Regions from separate parts of the Gossypium hirsutum genome. Here all the other regions are linked to region 1. The links are chromatin contacts, called in public Hi-C maps. All regions are on one chromosome and are shown on one strand. The core of a region is the stretch at or near the end of the contact, and the rest is flanking DNA. Distances in the headings are between cores, read along the strand shown. Region 1 holds the start of LOC107888720. Region 2 holds the start of LOC107888701 (glyceraldehyde-3-phosphate dehydrogenase 2, cytosolic). Region 3 holds the start of LOC107888708 (AUGMIN subunit 6).

What was found. Hi-C and Micro-C count contacts between places; a contact is called where the count stands out from the background.
Region 2: a Hi-C map of leaf shows a contact between it and region 1, with 2.5 times the contacts expected there. The contact joins the promoter of LOC107888701 here to the promoter of LOC107888720 in region 1. A contact is called at or near these places in 10 of 34 Hi-C or Micro-C datasets (callus, hypocotyl, leaf and 1 more).
Region 3: a contact with region 1 is called in a Hi-C map of leaf, with 2.1 times the contacts expected there. The contact joins the promoter of LOC107888708 here to the promoter of LOC107888720 in region 1. A contact is called at or near these places in 4 of 34 Hi-C or Micro-C datasets (callus and leaf).

Annotation. Positions count from the first base shown.
Region 1 is chrA09:15,387,141-15,391,096 of Gossypium_hirsutum_v2.1, forward strand. LOC107888720 reads left to right here and starts at 1,697. Exons shown (of 2, transcript XM_041077803.1): 1 at 1,697-2,788; 2 at 2,973-3,956. The coding sequence starts at 1,823. The coding sequence ends at 2,725. The region is part of intron 1 of LOC107888721; the gene reads left to right.
Region 2 is chrA09:15,051,877-15,055,880 of Gossypium_hirsutum_v2.1, forward strand. It overlaps LOC107888701 (glyceraldehyde-3-phosphate dehydrogenase 2, cytosolic), which reads left to right and starts at 2,577. Exons shown (of 11, transcript XM_016812878.2): 1 at 2,577-2,827; 2 at 2,898-2,998; 3 at 3,421-3,536; 4 at 3,647-3,746; 5 at 3,879-4,004. The coding sequence starts at 2,800.
Region 3 is chrA09:14,969,937-14,973,472 of Gossypium_hirsutum_v2.1, forward strand. It overlaps LOC107888708 (AUGMIN subunit 6), which reads right to left and starts at 1,374. Exons shown (of 13, transcript XM_016812885.2): 1 at 1,086-1,374; 2 at 935-991; 3 at 754-848; 4 at 346-496; 5 at 1-106. The coding sequence starts at 1,301.

The DNA of each region.
Region 1 (3,956 bases), core at 447-2,946:
AAAAATATGAGTAAAATTGAAGACATTAACAAATAAAAAAAATAACAGGAAGAATAATGCAATTAATAAAACATTGAAGCTAATTTTTAATGTAAAAGTGTTTTTAAGTACAATCAATCAATGCTTATAAATAGACCATTTCATGGACCAGAAAAGGAAGGCCCTTTCCATAGGAAATAAATCTTAGAGAGATATATTAAATACATTATTTGAAATTAATGTTGTATTAAATATAGTTATGATTTTTAATATGTCACACATTTACAAATCTAAAATAAAAAATGAAACCTCAATCAATGCATATATTTTTATGTATTAAATAGCATAAAGTATATTTATGTTGTTTTAAATAAATAAATAAATAAAACAATAAAACGTAAGAAAATCCTTGTAAATTTAAAAACAAAAATTATTTATAGCTTAGCTAATATAATGATTGAATTAAAAAAAAGAGTATCTCAAGTCACTCTTAAGTTTTTAACTTTAAGGTGAATCGATCCTAAAATACGATGCCTAAAATTAAAAGCAAACACAGAATTTGTTTTAGGAAGGCATTTTTAATAGTAACTGTGTTTCTTGTAGTAAAAAACAATGTTATTATTAAAATAATCTGAAAGTAATTATGAAATAAGCACGTGGCAACAGCAGACATCCCCAACCAACCCGTTTTCCCATCCCATAATGCGAACACCTTTCAAATAAAATCGGATGACGTCACAAATCTTTAACCCATAATATCCATTCACATCTTTATCGAATCCGCCACGCGTCCCTCTTCCTACTTTCTTGTTTCCTTTCATTATATCAACTCTTCCACGCGCCATTTTTTGCCAAGTGACCCTCACTCCATTTAACTATTCACTTCCAACTTTACATAGATATTCCTCTTCGATTCTTTTATTTTTAGTGAAAATTATTTTATTAATTCTTATTAGGTTTGTTACATACATAAACTTTTCAAATATATATATTTAGTTGTTTCTTTTTTAAATATATAAAATATTATTTTATATATATAATAACCTTAAAGAACGTGAAATTAATAATTTTTATATCTTTAAAAAATAAATTTTATTTTATGAATAAAAGTTAGTAATTCCATCGGATGTAATTACATGTGTTTAGCTATTTATTATAATTAGTGGTTTTATTGAGGTGAAGGAATTACAATTTCTTTAATTGCAAGGTGTAATTATAATTCTTACAATTGTTAAAAAAATTCATTTTCTGTTGAATTTTTTAATAATTTGGTTATAAATTTATTTTTATAGTAAATTTGTAAAAGAGATTTGAAAATTTACTACTGTGATTAGTTGGAAGGAAGGTGGGATCACGGCGAGAAGTGGCGAGTGGAGGCATTAAGATATGAAACAATAGGCACCGAATTTAGAGGTAGAAAGCTAATGAACAAGGACCATGTGTCCACTTTCTCGAACCTCCCCCTTTTGTGCTCTTTTCCATTTCATTCAACAGTAGAAAAATACTCTGCTCTCTAGACAATGCCCACGTGTCCCTCTCTTTCGGCAGTGCTGTACACTAGCCTTCTTCCCATTGGTTCTGTCTGTGGACCCTCTTACTTTTCATTTGGGTTCCACCTCTTAACTTTCGACCAATCAAAACACTCAGCTGTTCCTTTCTTGCCCTAGCCACGTGTTGCTTCTCTGTTAATTTGCCGCTAGATTATCGCTTCTCATAACCAAAACCCTCTGGAAAAAAAAAAAAAAGGGAAGCGGAGCAGAGTTAGCTACACAGGTGGGAAGCGACAAGAAGGGAAGCGAAGCTTTGATTCTATTCTGGAGGTGGTTTAAACGGCGTCAGAGAGATGAACGGTGAAGAGAAGCGGAGCAGGGTTAGCTACGCAGGTGGTGCACCAGATAAGATGGTGATAAACCCGATAATGTTAAGATTCCGGCCGATAGCCCCTAAACCGGTTTCCGGTGAGTCAGGTTCTGATGGGGTTCGGTTTGATAACAAAAATTTGTTGCTTTGTAATCCAAGAGCTAAAAGAAAGTACGTTAGGGTTCGAAAGAATAATATGAGAAGAAAGAAAAGATCATCGTCAGATCAAGCTCATCATGATGAAGCTTCAAACAATCCTCAGACGATTGTTACTTTGCAGCTATTGCCTGAGAAAACTGAAGGGAACGGATCGATTAACAATCAAAACGGTAGAGTTTTGGGGGAAAATCAAGATCCACTTTATTTATGTAACTTGAACTTCAATAACCGTTGGGTTGATCGTTTGGGAGCTGTGGAAGAACCTAATCGGACGGTTCTGATGAGTCAAACGAGGAAAGCAACGGTGGTGGAGTCGTGGGTGACGGTGGAGAGCGTGACGGACAGTTGCATGGAAGTGAGACAGCTAGGGAGTACGGACGTGGAGATGATAAAGAATCTGGAGAGTGACACGTGTCCAGGGTTTATATCAGATGGTTTGAATAGGGTTCAGTGGGTTAATGGAGCTTACAAGAGGATGTTGATGGTAGTAGGGGAAGCAAATGACGGCCGGCCGCCACCGGAGATAATGGTCTGGCTTGTGTTCAAACAAGAATTGCCTAGGTTTTGCACTGCATTTTCATGCAAGGTAAGGTTGCAGTATACATGGCACAAGGAGAAGTTCTCAAGGATGTTGCCATGTGATGTCTGGAAAATGGAAGGCAGTGGTGGTGGTGGTTGTTTAGCGTGGCGGCTGGACGTCGAGGCTGCTCTCAGTCTCGGCCGGTGAGGGAAATGAGGATTCAAAGGAGTAAATAAGGGGGGAAATGAAGCAAATTAATAGAATAATCAGGTAATGTGGACTGTTTATTTTAGTAAAAAGAAGAGAATTCAACAGAAAAAATGAAGACTAAACACAAAGCAAACAAGCAAAAACAAATGGGGTGAATTATTAACTATTAACCAATCAATCTCCATATTCTTAGGAATCCTGAACTCTTGAATTTTGCTTTTATTAAATCTATATTTTTGTGTAGTTTATAGTGTTAGTAGCAAAGTGTTGGGTTGGCAAAGCAAGATTTGCTGGCAGCTGGTACGAATAACTTTCCTTTTTCTTTTTCATCTCTTAATTTTATTGGGACAAGTATTGGACAGGTGGTGGATGCTACTCAATCTCGATACAATTAAAACAACCCCAGGATATATATTATATACATATAACCAACAAACTGTTGAGGTGATAGCGACTTTATCACATAATAGTAAAAATATGAGTTCGATATGACGGGATATATTGGGTTTACACAAAAAATTATATGTAAATATATGCATGTGTATGTGTCGGGATAAAGCTAGATAACCTAGGCTACTTTAATGATATATGTATATATTATATAATGGCTAGGTTAGAGTAACTGGTGAAGAGGAGGTGTATTGTTTTTTGTGGAGTTTGCTGATTTTGGCTGGTAGGTAGGTTGGTTCACTAATTGAGTTGATAAAGGTTTTGGTTGTGGTGTGATATGAGGATTGGGTGCTTGATTTTGGGTTTTTGGCCTCAATGCCTTGAGCTCTTGTGCTTCATATGCGCTAGAGATTTTGTCTATGTTTTCGGATTTTGAGTTTATGTTCAGCCATGCACCCTAGAGCTAGCTAGGATCGATAAAAGAGCTGAAATAAATAATGTTATCATGCACCCTCCAAATTAAACAAACTATGTTGATTACTAGGACGTCTATGTTTTCACAGCTAACAACTGTGTCTGCCACGATCTAGCAAACTATAGTAGAAGAGTTGAAAACACTGCTGACGTATTACACGAATTTCAATGTTAAAGAGTATTCTTTCAAGGTTGGATAGATAGGCTAAAGTAATATATAACAATGAAATAGAGGATGATGATTAAGAGAACATTGGCATTTGAGTGAATTTTAGGGTTTCTTAATGTGGTTTTATCTGTGCTTATTATTCTAGGGATAGCATTTATGTCATGTAATACAATAATCTTGCCATCAAGTCAAGAT
Region 2 (4,004 bases), core at 1,327-3,826, 330 kb before region 1:
CTATGAAAGATATAATATTCTTTTGTGGGGATGCAATCACTTTTAAATATCTTATTAATTTTGTAGTTTATATGTATTTAATAAATGTTGTTACAATCTACTTATATGGCTCTTTAGATAGAGAAATTATATTAAAATTTTTGAAGGATTTAGTATCCCATAAGGATGCAATGTTTCCTAGGAAGATTGTACAATTAAACTCTTATACAGATTAAAACAAATTAGGTTCCATTTGTTTCACTAAAAATGACTTTCGGAAAATGATCTCTTTGCTTGTATGTGAGGTTACTTTCAAAAGAGTGATATGTAACAATTGGGGTCATTGTTAGGGTTGTTGGATCTGGTGCCTTGGGTGTAATATATTCGTTTGTAAATTTGTAATTTTTTTACTAATAGATTAGTTAATAAAACAAATTTACAAATTACATTAATATACTTTGTATAATTGTTGTAGAGCTCAAATTTTACCCGGGCCCAACAAGCAGAGCCTAAAACACCAAATAAATTAACAGTCCAATTAACACTTCACTAAACTAACCACTAAACCAACCACTAACTCCATCACCCTACTTGCCTACAAAAAGAAAGAGGCAATCGGTTAGCAAACAAGTTGTAAAATTTGGCTATAAAAGCCATTCAAAACTATTGTAATAGGAGTTCTTTTTTTTGGAGAAAAAAGGAGAGAGTCTCGAATACAAGAAAAAGAGAGACTTTCGATACAAGAAATACACGAGATTAATCAAAAATCAAACCAAAAGAGGTGCTTTTTTCGTCAATTCTCGTTTTAAGTTCCTTGTTTATTTTATTTTATCTTTCAATTTTATTTTATTTTTTACATAAGAAGTAAAAATAAGGGGAAGAAGCTTATCCATTTTGAAATTACCGAAAAAGGGTTTTTTTTTAGGTTCGGCCGTCGTGTACAGTGGTGCCGATGGCGGCGCGTGGAGGTTCGGTGACCAGAGCAAGGCCAGACCGATGGCCAAATTTAGAAGGGAAGGGAAGAGTGTTATTTTTAATATTGTTATTATTATTATTATTATTATTTTATTACTTTTACTATTATTCTATATACTATTACTGATTTATTATCATTATTAATAGTAACGTAATAGTATTTTTATTATTTTATTATTTTTTTACCTTTTTATTACTATTATTATTAACTTACTATTATTATTTTTATCAATATAATATTATTTTTTTTATATTATTATTGTTATTAGCACGTATATTATTATTATTAGTGTATCATTGTTATTTTCTATTTTATTATTACTTTTATACTATTGTTTCTATTTTTATTATTTTCATTTTTCTATTTTATTATTACTTTTATACTATTGTTTCTATTATTATTATTTTCATTACTTCCGTTATTATTATCATTATTTTCTATTATCATTAATATGTCGTTTGTTTATTATTATTTTATTATTATTATTATTAACACTATTATCATCATTATATTTATTTTTTTTAATATCATTTCCATTATTTTTTAAATTATTATTACTATTATTTTTATTATCCGTCCTATTTTTAAACTATTTCATTCAATATTTTGTTGTACGTGTGTTTATTTTCCCCCTCCCGAATTAAATTAAATTTTTATTCGAATTTTCTTTGTTATTCTATCTTTTATCTCTATATTATTTTATTTATTATTATTTTTGTCTAGATTTTTCAAGTAAAGGCAATATTCGATACTTGGAAATTCAAGAAATCGTGTCCTAACGTACTAGGTTTCAGTTTTTCGTTTGATCTAAGTAACCGATTATCCTTTTAAAATAAAATACATGAGTTTTAAATAACATAAAGGCAATATTCCGTATTTAAAAATTCGAGTAGTCGTGCCCTAACATACTGGGTTTCGATTTTCCGTTTGATCTAAATATCCAAATATCCTTTTTAAAATTTAAATACATGTGTTTTAAATGAAATAGAAGGCAAGCTCATAATCGAGGGTCGATGTGTTGTGTCCTAACGTACTGGATATAACATTTTATCTTAAGATGAAACGGTCATTGGCATACGTTTTAATTCATCCAAATACTTCAAAAAAACATTAACACTAAGAGGAATCATATTTTAAACTCTTGTCAAATTTTTAATTTTCAACATTAAGACACTGAATAATCAATTAGGTACTAAATTTGGGCGTGACAAGAGTGATAACCCTTCCTCGCACGTAATCGACTCCCAAACCTGTTTTTCCAATTTTCGCAGACCAAAATTGTTGTTTTGATAAATCAATCTGTTTATTGAAAAACGACCACGTTTTGAGGTGACCCGATCACACTCCATCAAAAAGGATCGGTGGCAACTTTAAAATTTCGTTTTAAACAGTCGATTCCCGTTTTTTAAAAAAATAATTTCGACAGCTTAGAAACTCTAAACTTTCATTTTAAAAAGTCGATTCCTATTTTTCAAAAACAGATTAGTCCTAGAAGATATAATCAGACGTGACGAACTTGACTGATAGACTTAAGAAGAAAAGAAGATCATTAATTCATTTATGGATTTATTCATTCTGCACTGTACTCTTTGATTTTACGTTTTTACCCTTGCTTCTTCTTCTTCTCATCATCATCCAAGTGACACGTGAGCTACGACCCCACTTTCCTCGTGAGAATCTCCGTCATTTGCCCTTTTCTATCATTCTGTCACCAACACTTCCTCTCGTATATAAACAACCCTCCTTTTTACTCATTTTTTCCTCTCAATTCTCACTTCCTTTACTTCCGTTCTTTTGCCGTCGTATTTTTTTTCAGAGATTTGTTTTTTTTCGCTTCTTTCGATATGGGGAAGATCAAGATCGGAATCAACGGTACTATTATTATTATTATTGATTTTGTTTTTAAATTATGGATCTGATTTTCTTTTTCTGTTTGGTGAAGGATTTGGAAGGATCGGGCGTTTGGTTGCCAGAGTTGCTCTCCAAAGTGAAGATGTTGAGCTCGTTGCTGTTAACGATCCTTTCATCACCACCGATTACATGGTTCGTACACTGTATTTTCCTTCCTATTTCTCACTTATTTACTAGGTTTTGGCATTAGTCTCCGTGCATGTTTGTATTATATTGGTTTTAGTTTTAAGAAAGCTGATCTGATCTTCTCTGCTCTGAGATGAGTGATGATTTGAATTTTTTTCTTTCTTTCTTTCTTGTGATATGATTCTTGAACTTTTAGTGTTACCTAACAGAGCATGATGAAATAGTTTAAATTTCAACTGGTAAACTGATGTATTTCTTGTTCGATCTTTAAGAGATTTATTATAAACTTACTGGTTCTGCTTAGGTTTTTTTTAGTGAGCGAATCTTGTGTCTAATTTGAAAAGAAAGGATGAAAAATGAAGAACCGTTTTAATCAGTTTTTTTAACGATTTAATTATTGATGTGATTTGATAATTGTATTTGTACAGACCTACATGTTTAAGTATGACAGTGTTCACGGTCAATGGAAGCACCATGAGCTTAAGGTGAAGGACTCAAAAACCCTTCTCTTTGGTGAAAAGCCTGTCACTGTTTTCGGCATCAGGTGATATCATGTGTTTCTTTTTCAAAATGGGTTGTTGTAATTGACTTGAGGAACATGGTGAGTTTTCCATTTAGGAGCTATTTTTTTTATTGGCTTTTGATTTATGCCAGAAACCCTGAAGAAATCCCTTGGGGTGAGACTGGAGCTGATTATGTCGTTGAGTCTACTGGTGTTTTCACTGACAAGGACAAAGCTGCTGCCCATTTGAAGGTTTGTGATAATAATTTGATCCTATGCTTTTTTGGAGTTAAGGCCCCCAAAAGTTGTGTTTGGAACTTGATTTTCTTCTTCTTATCTTCGTGTATGGTATTCTCATCTGATCTATGCTTTTTCACTTTTTAGGGTGGTGCAAAGAAGGTAATCATCTCTGCTCCCAGTAAGGATGCTCCCATGTTTGTTGTGGGTGTCAATGAGAAGGAATACAAGCCTGACCTTCACATTGTATCCAATGCTAGCTGCACTACCAAC
Region 3 (3,536 bases), core at 124-2,623, 420 kb before region 1:
GAAATTCTGCAGTCATTTCATGAGCCAAATTAGACCACATAGCCTGTCTCTGCACTGCTGTTTCAGAATTTTTCAAAAATCTCCTCCTTTCAAGTGCTATTCTAGCCTGTTAAAAAACAAGCATGTTACTTCATAGATATGGAAGATCTAATAAAGAAAAGCACTTTGAAAAGTAAATGCTCGGTGTATTGAATGATGATTGATGATAAGTGCTGTTACCATACAAGAAGTGAACTATGATGATATAGGAAAAGTAACATAGAAACAACCAAAAAAACAAAGCACAGACCTAATATAAGGAACTTCAAATGTACTTCATACGAAAAGTTCATAGAGAAGCATTACCTTTGTTACAGGAAGTAGTGTGGCCGCATGTGAAAATGCAACATCAGTCAATGGTGCAGGCAATGGGTTAGAAGCAACATCTGCCGCAAAATTCCTTCTATGAAACTCTCTCAATGCATGCAATGAAAGTTGCCACAAAAGCTCAACAAATCTACAACAAAAAACATAAGAAAGCCTAATGTGAGAATGAATTAACAAATTTCGTTAATGAAGAAAACCTACCCGTAAATAAAACAATTCAGGCTTTTTGAATCTTGCACTGATATTCAGTGCCAATAGTAAACTATCCACTCTGATGAACCAAATGCAATTAGAACTAAGTAAAAGAGGCAAGCTAATCATATACTTTTTTCCATTTTGCTGGATTTTGAATTTTCTTGGGAAATCAAAGAGAAATTAACTACTAACCTCGGTCCACAGCAAGTAGCAAGCGAAGAAACCCTCGAATTACTCCTCGGTAGAGCTCCTTGTGCTTCCAGCTCAGTAATTATCCCTTGCACAACCTAAATTAACAACAAATAAATAAAATTTCAACAAAACAGTAAAATTCAAAAAAGAAAAAGAAAAGAAGAAAACTCGAAAAATCAACCTTTCGAAAATCACGAGATTGCGCTGAGTCAAAAATCGGCCAAACTCTATCGAAATCCTGAAAGATCCGAGAGCAAAAAGCCAAACTTAAAACCAATACGGACCAGATCAAAACTAAACCGAATGGGAAAAAAAAGGAATAGGATCATTACTCTGGCGGATTGAGCGGGGCCACGAAGAGAAGAGAGGATGAAGTAAAGAAGCTGTTCCCCTAATTTAGGGTTCGAATGACGGAAAAGTCCGACCCGAGGGGTTCCGTTCGAGGCTCGGAGTCCGATTATGGATGGATCCAAACCTAAAAGCAAGCAATTCGTATACATTGCGCTTTCGAGCTCTATCTCTCTCTCCTTTTCTCTATCCATTGTCATCTCTCTCTCTCTGGGGAAATTTTCTTTAGAAAATAAAAGAAAGGATTAAACATTGAAATTTAGACATGGTGAGTTTTTAGTAGGGGCGTAAGTTTAAATTTTATAAAGTTGGGGGACTTTGTTTGGAAATTCGGAATGGGACCGTAGGGATAAAGTGAGTCACGTTTAGCCGTTTGAAATTGATGGAGACTAGAGACATAAAGTGAAAGGGCCGATGCTAACGTGCGCTGGTGAATAAAAAATGAATTCCAGAGTGACGTGTTCCTTAGGGAGGCTAACGTGCGCTAAACCGTTGCCGGCCTGCTCTGAAAATGTTTAAGGTGGCAGCATCCGGTTTTTTTGTACGTCCCTTTTTTTTGTTTTGTTTTTACCTCGTTGTTCGTTGGATCATTCAAATTTTATCTTCTTTTTTTTTTTAAACTTTCCCAGTTATATATATTATTACAAGATCAAAGTTTGAATTTTAATTTTAGAGCTAATAATAAAAATTGCCTCTACCACAATTTTATAATTTTTATAAGAGCAAGGTAAGTCTGTTATTTAGAGATTAAATTTGAAATTAACAAATTAACATTGTGGGTGTAATTTAATATATTTATATTCTAACTTACTTCATTATAATTATACAGATTATGATAAAAGTGTTACAAATAAGGAAATAAAATAAAATTATCATAGGTGGATGATGCACTAAGCCTTGATTATTGCCTTTTCCGTAATTCAATGCTTTCGCAAGCCAATGACTTTCTTTTGCTTAGCTTGAGTGCAAAAATTTAAATTGCTTGAAAGGCGAAAGAATGAGTAGAAAGAGGATATAGAATATTGTTAATATTCTCAGAAAAAACCTTTAATACTCTTTAAGGACAACACACCCAATTTTTAATTAATAAAATTATTTACATTTTTTTGAACCAAAAAAAATTATTGTTTAAACTTTTTTATATTATTTTCATTTATTCACTTGGATGGTAGGTGAGCTATTGAGAGCCTTCAGAAAAACCCCAAACTTAGCCTTTCTTTACATTAACGGCAACCGTTTAGCCCTTGTTGTTCAGTCTTGTTCTTTCGTTTCTCCTCCGTCTACACTCCATCTCCCCCACCTTCTTCGAAATCTTTCCCACTGGTTTCTGGTTAATCTCTCTGCGACTTAAGGCAACCATCGTCTCTCTTCTATTCCCCCTCCCTCCATCGATGCATCCTGGTCTCTATAATCTCATTCTTTATTCTCTTTGGTGATGATTGGCACCAGTTTGCTTTAACCGTTCGTCTTTGCTTTTTTTATTTTTTAACAAGTTCTAATTTGTACTTTTCACCTTTGTCTGTTCCTCTTTACTTATTCCTTACTCTTAATCTTATTTCACGATTATGATTTATCATCATATATATTTAAAGCTGGTAAAATAGGCCAAGCCCAAAAACTTATCCATGTTAATTTGAGTTTGTAATGATCTGAGCCCAATAAAATTTAAGCTTTGAAACTGATTTAGTTTAAGCCCGAGATAAGTACAACTCAAAAATTAAAAATACCCAATTTCATAATTAAATGGTCATAATAAACATTAATAATTAATATATTTCTATGATATTATTTGAAATATAAATAAATGATAAATCTTTATTTTTTTAAAAATATATATATAAGCATAGCATATTTATATTAAAACTTTATTAATAGAAAAAATAATTATTAATAATTTTCTATATTAAATTATAAAGTTAAATAAATTTTTAAAAGTATTAATTTAAAATAAAATATTTTTAATACTATAGTTATATATGTATAGTAGATATATAAATTAATAATTATTAAAATATATAAAAATAAATTTTAATGATAATTTAATAATATAATATATAACTATTACCGAAACTGAAATCGATTACTTAACTTGCCCTTAAACTAATATACTAAATTAGTATATTACTAATACATAAAATAATATTATAATATATAACTTTTATTAAAAATATTAATACATATATAACTATTGTAATAATATAAATTATAATAAAATATATGGTGTCACATGATATTATAATGTTTAATCATCAACGCATATATATAAACTATTAATAAATAGTATGATACGATACAACATTATGTAACATAGTAGGTGAGCTAACTTTTAAATGTAGCAAAAGTATAGAGACTTAGAGCATGTTTCAATCGATATAATAATAAATAGTAATATATAATATGTACTACTATTATATATAACTATTATTATGATATAG